2 separate regions of the Mus musculus genome follow, and region 1 is linked to region 2. Evidence: chromatin contacts called from public Hi-C data. All regions are on one chromosome and are shown on one strand. The core of a region is the stretch at or near the end of the contact, and the rest is flanking DNA. Distances in the headings are between cores, read along the strand shown. Region 1 overlaps Spag16 (sperm associated antigen 16). Region 2 overlaps Spag16 (sperm associated antigen 16).

Region 1 (3,188 bases), core at 375-2,874, 120 kb before region 2:
TGTGTGTGTGCGTGCACACACTTGTGTGCAAGAGTTCATGCACATTGGAAGAACCACCTGATTATGGTCAGCTCTCGACAAATGGTACATTCTCTGATAAAATTAATCTAGTGTAAATAACAACTTCCCACTCAACATAAGATTTCTGTGCTGTCTTTCACAGTGAAGGGAGCACTCAGGAGAGACTCCTTCTACAGCTGACGTTAGATTTACAACTAGCTCAGGAGGTGAGGGGAAACTGCTCCTTGTTGGGCTCTGGGCTTCCTCATGAAGACCGCAGGAGTCCTGTCCTCAGACTCTGGCCACATATACATGTCTCTCTACAGCAACATCCTAACTTTCCTTCCCCAAGATGTTTCCCAAAAGTTCTAATTAAGAAGAGTAATCTCCAACTTAATGTCTTCCCAGAACCTGTTCCAAGTGCCACATAGTCACATAGTGACTTTAAACTTTGAATATAAGCGTTCTGCTTTTCTTTAACTTACTATTAATTATAATTACAAGACACGAAGACAAAGGCCTTGTCACCTCATTCCCAACTTAATAAGCTTGTGACTAGTGTAGAAATAGTACGAGAAAACATCTTTGAGATTCAAAAAAAGAAGTTGTGGGTGCATGCTAATTTTGAGACTTAATCAAGCCATGTCCTGATGAAGTTTCCATGAAGTGTTTTGTTAAGCAATATACCAGGCACATTACATAAAACAATATCCTGTAGCATGTTTTTTAAATCTTTTTTTATAATAAGAAGCATTCTTCCAGACCACATGGTAGCTACTGAAATGCTCGCCTGTCTAAATCGAAAACGTGGCGTAGCTACATGGGATATTTTGGAGGGGATGCGTGTAGGTGTCTGGAGAACACTGCTAATTATCAGCAGAGTTGGTGACAGAAGCAGCATAGTTAGACTTTTCAAAGGGAACACTGTTATTCCCAAAAAGATTGTCACAAGAAAGACTAATTAGATACCCTTGTCTTCACTGTAGGTAAATCAGCTTTGCAAATGTTTCCTTCACTTTGGGTCACAGGCTCTAATTATTGCCAAACAGAAGGTGCAGAATTGGGTTGAGAACAAATGAATACTGAAATGCCTCATGCCCTATGACCTTAGGTAACCACTTACACACTTGCCCTTAAAGAAAACACACACTCATGGCTGCTGGCTCCCCTGTAGTTTGCCGTAACACACACACACACACACACACACACACACACACACACACACACACACACGCTATTCCCCTGATGATTGCTAGTCTAATAGTTTGCCGTAACACACACACACACACACACACACACACACACACACACACACACACACGCTATTCCCCTGATGATTGCTAGTCTAATAACTGCATCATATGTTTAGATATGCTTCTGGATAGGGACATTAGCTTTTCCCATTATTTAAACAAATATGTGCTAAGAAGCTATGGTGTAGAGTACAAAACAGACAGACAGGCTCAGTAATGCTCAGGGGATTATGAACAAGTAAGGGAAAATATAAAACCAAAATAAACAAAATTATCTAGCACAAAAGAACCAAAAGACAGTAATATGACCACGATCGGAGGAAGGAATTTCATTTCTATGACTCAAGAAGCTCTCATCGGAGAGCTGAAATTCCAACTTGAATCCGAGTGAGCAGGAAGAAGCTTCCTCAGAAGGCCTCAGGACAGAGTGCTGGGCACAGATGGCAGTGCAGAAATGGCAAGGCTAAGGAGAGCTGGTGCACTGAGGGTAGGTAGACAACTAGAGAGGCTAAAGGATGAGCAAAAGCAAGGAATGTGACAACCATTCAGATCAGGTCATACAGTGTCTTGGGGGAGGAAAAACAGAGATTTATTTATCCTATGATGATTGCCTGGTTGGGGGTGGGTATCTGGATATTGTTGATATTTCCCAAGTGTTATTATTATGAGATAGGATGAGAGACAGTATGATAAGGTGAGAGGTGGTAGGAGATTTGAGTAGTGAGGTCTAAAACAGGATAGATAGATGACTGGAGTCATTAAGGGATTTGGGTTGGTTTGCTGGAATTGGTCTTCCTAAGAATGCCTTGTTACAGAGCATGGAGAGAGATCCTGATTTCTGTGGCCTTATGTGCACGCTCACAGCTGTGCTGTCTACCAAAAGACCCATGACAGATTGGGGCCAAAGCCAGTATCATGTTTCTGATTCCCAGAACTTTGAAGGGATGAACTTCTGTTCTTTGAATATTATCCAGACTCAGCTATTTTCTGATGTCTGCATTAAATGGATGGATAAACCAGGTGAGTGGCATGGGACTGATGTTTTAAAGATATTTCTAGCTATTATGTAGAAAATGAGACTTGTGGAACAAGTGAACAAAGAAAATATTAGCTGAGAGTGCAGAGCCGTAACACAAAATAATGCATTTAGATCTATTTACCCTAGAGATGCTCATCATTAATGCAGATGCCACTTGAGTGGACTCACGGTTTCACCACTCTGCAGGAAAGTCAACAGCTAATAGAAACATATCAAATAACAGGTGGACTTAAAGTGTCAAGGTCCATGCAAGGAGAGTCATGATGTATGTTCACAGCATGCATCAAACTGTATACCTCATTTCATAAAGAAAGGACAAAAAACCTTGCACATTGCAACGAAATACACAAATTAAAATCAACCCATTAATAGTGGGTGATTATTTTAATTTCTCCAAAAGATAGGCCATCTGTACAAAAGCTAAGCAGTTCACAGACATAGATCTCAATAACATATCATACTCTGGGAGACAAAATAAATCCTAATAAATCCAGAAACAGAATACTTCCATGTATTCTATCTGACAATAATTAAATAAAATTTAAATTGACATCAAACACATCTCATGGAGATATAGATAATATACAAACATACATTCAGGAAGATTAAATAACTCTTTATGGTAGGATAAATGGGTCAAATAAGAAATCAAAGAAATGGAAATTTTCAGTACCTGAATGGAAATGAAAGCACTGTACTACAAAAGTTCTTGCCTAACTGAAAACCAGTCCAGTAAGAGAAATGTATAGTTCTAAGTGTCTGCATTCAAAATCATCAGGAACAGAACAAAATACAGTTAAGACTTGAAGGCCTGAAGAGACAACGAAGGGAAAATGGTTGGGATATATTATATGAGAGAAGAATCTATTAAAAGAATAAATAAATCCATGAGGGAC
Region 2 (2,756 bases), core at 3-2,502:
GGAAAGGATTAGTCAGTGTTGCCTTGATGGAGGAGGCATGTCACTGGCAGTAGGCTTTGAGTTTTCAAAAGCATAAGCCTTTCCTAGTTAGCACTCTCTGCCACCTTCTTGTGTCTCAGGATGTGAATTCTTATCTACTGGACAAGCACTATGTCTGCTGTCGTGCTCCACACGATGATGGTCATGGAGTCTGTTTGAAACTGTGAACCTCTAATAAATGGTTTATTTGATAAGTGCCTTGGTCATGGTATTTTTAGCACAGCAATAGAAAAGTAGCTAAGACAGATGAAGACGAAGATGGTGATAACTGGTCATGAGAAAGAATTATTATAAAATTTACTGTAAAGGGTATGCCACATTACACTTGGCTATAGCTTCATGGAAGTCTGGATTTCCACAGCTTTGGATTGTATCAAGAAGCCACATAAAGTGGTTGATTTATATACATTAAGTGTGTAAATGCACACTATAACGTTGATACAATAAATCTTCATAAAAAGACATTTACCAGGAACAAACCCATTGTCACACAAAGAACAACCATTTATCGCAGTTGATTTGAATGTGTTAATAACAAATTCTGAGTCAATAATAATGTGTGGGTGTCACCTTAAGGAATGAAATCAAATCCCTTCCTCTTTTTGTCACCTTCTATTTTTGCTGCTCTCAGCAAATGATGATTAAAACATTCAGCATCACTCTAGGTCAGGGGAAGAAGACAGTACACACTTTGAGATCACAGCTCTGCATTAGCTTAAGCTATAAAAGTTTCTTCCATGTCTAATCCAAGGAAGTAAGGTGTGTGGTTATATTGTCCCCTTAAAGGCAAACTGAACAAGCAGGTCGAGTACACAGTAGGATAGCAGTCTTAAGTGTTAAATGGCCTCAGGGAGTATGATCAACTCTGGCTATGAGGTCCAGCTGAAGTTTCAGTCTCTTAGAATGTAATAGACAGCACCACAGTTGATGAAGATGATTCTGCAGTCAGCTAACACCAGTCAAGAAAGAAGAGAGAAGAGCAAAAAGTATGTTTCTGTGTTGGTGGAAATCTACAGAGGTGGAAAACCATGATGAAACAAGAGATGGCAGCTGGAGTAAAGGCCTGGCTGCTGATTAATATGGGGTTTGGCAGCTCATTCATGGATTTCTTCCCGTTTCTCTCATAGCTTACCACTGACGTTCCACTGGAGCTACTGCTACCAGCCTGTCTCAGTTGTTCTTTTCCTTTAAACATTTTTTTCACTTAAGTAACTCTCTTTCTCTTATGATAAAAGATGGCTCAGTGGGGAGATGACTCAGTGGTAAGGCATGATTGCTGCACACTCTTGAACAAAGAAGTTCAGTTTTCAGCAACTATGTATCAAGCTAGGATTCTCACAACCATTTCTATCTCCAGCTTACATGAGCCAATATCACTTTCTGGTAAAAGCAGAAAATCTGGAATATAAGCACAGAACACACACACACACACACACACACACACACACACACACACCTATATCATGTATGCACACAGACAGACAAGCATAGGTATAAATAAATCAAAATATATATCTTAAATACAAAAATTAAAAAAAAATTTACTTAGAGTTAACCAAGATCTGGCCCCTGCTTATCACCGTGCCTTCTACTGGTTGACACACACTGTCCTCCCTCTAGACTTTCAATACTACTGGCAAGCTTTCAGTTTGGTTTGCTCTGCCTATGTAGTTGCAGCCACAAACCATGTGTCTTAGAACCCCAGGAATAGGTCATGTCATACTTTTGGAAGACAGAAATCCAAAATGAAGTTCCAAACAGGACTATGTTTCATCTGAGGTTATAAGGTAGAAACTCTTCCAGGACTGACTCCATTTCTGGTAAGCATTCCATAGCTTACAGGTGGCTGCTTTTTCACTGTGACTGTTTACCTACCTCTTCTATAGACATCTCTGTCCCCAACATTCATCCCAGAAGACAAAAGCCATACCAGAATACAGCCCACACGGACTATTTAGTTTTAACTTTGTTAAATCTTCATAGACTCTATAAGAAATTTTACATTCGGAAGTGGTAGAAGCTAGAATAAAAACATACATTTTAAAATGATTTTGAAGGTGGCCAAATCCAACCCATAACTTCCCTTATACTTGTGGAACACTGTCTTGTTGATGAGCCTTTATGCTCTTCTTCCTGGCAGCATAGCTCCTTGAGTCTTCTGATGCAATGTTCTACCTAGATATGAAATCCCTTAGATGCAAATTCAGCAATCACCTCAGATAGCAAAGTCTTTGACTGGCGTTATGCCAAGTCTCCCATCGTAGACCTTTCATAGACATTGGAGGTGATCCTTCATAGTACTTGTTACAGATAGTTTCTCTCTTGGATTATTTCATGTTTATCTCCCACAACAGTTTTTTAAGACCATGATCATAAGTCATATGTCTGCTTTATTTACCATTTTACTGCTTTAAATTTAGAATTCGAGGAACACTGTGTATGATCAGAAAAACAAGTGCATTACATAAGTTTTCCAGGATTTAAATAAACTTTTCATTAATGAATTCAGGTGGCCAAAGATTCCAAAGCTGCCTTTTAAATTTTTATTAGAGAAAAGACAGTAATTATGATCTGATCATTGGGCTCATTTTACTTACTTTGAACATATACTTTAAGTAAATCGTTAGTAAGTTGTCCTAACTCACCATGTCAGAGAACATTATACATGCTTTTGGGTATTAAATAACATGGATTTTGTGGTGATATATAAATCAGTA

The links. A called contact is a pair of places that touch in the nucleus more often than the background predicts.
Region 1: a Hi-C map of the C2C12 cell line shows a contact between it and region 2, with 2.3 times the contacts expected there. The contact joins two enhancer-like sites. A contact is called at or near these places in 12 of 484 Hi-C or Micro-C datasets (the AML12 cell line, the C2C12 cell line, the HL-1 cell line and 5 more).

What each region holds. Positions count from the first base shown.
Region 1 is chr1:70,256,102-70,259,289 of GRCm38.p6, reverse strand. The region is part of intron 11 of Spag16 (sperm associated antigen 16); the gene reads right to left. Among named protein-coding and RNA genes, the nearest start is that of Gm23879, 300 kb to the right of the region's middle. Within about 2 kb of position 1,624, at least 8 of the 459 cell types and tissues checked have an H3K27ac peak or open chromatin away from gene starts, as enhancers often do. A contact at or near this core is called in the C2C12 cell line, the HL-1 cell line and tail fibroblasts, where this site is marked.
Region 2 is chr1:70,134,132-70,136,887 of GRCm38.p6, reverse strand. All of the region lies in intron 11 of Spag16 (sperm associated antigen 16), which reads right to left. Among named protein-coding and RNA genes, the nearest start is that of Gm23879, 180 kb to the right of the region's middle. Within about 2 kb of position 1,252, at least 22 of the 459 cell types and tissues checked have an H3K27ac peak or open chromatin away from gene starts, as enhancers often do. A contact at or near this core is called in the C2C12 cell line, the HL-1 cell line and tail fibroblasts, where this site is marked.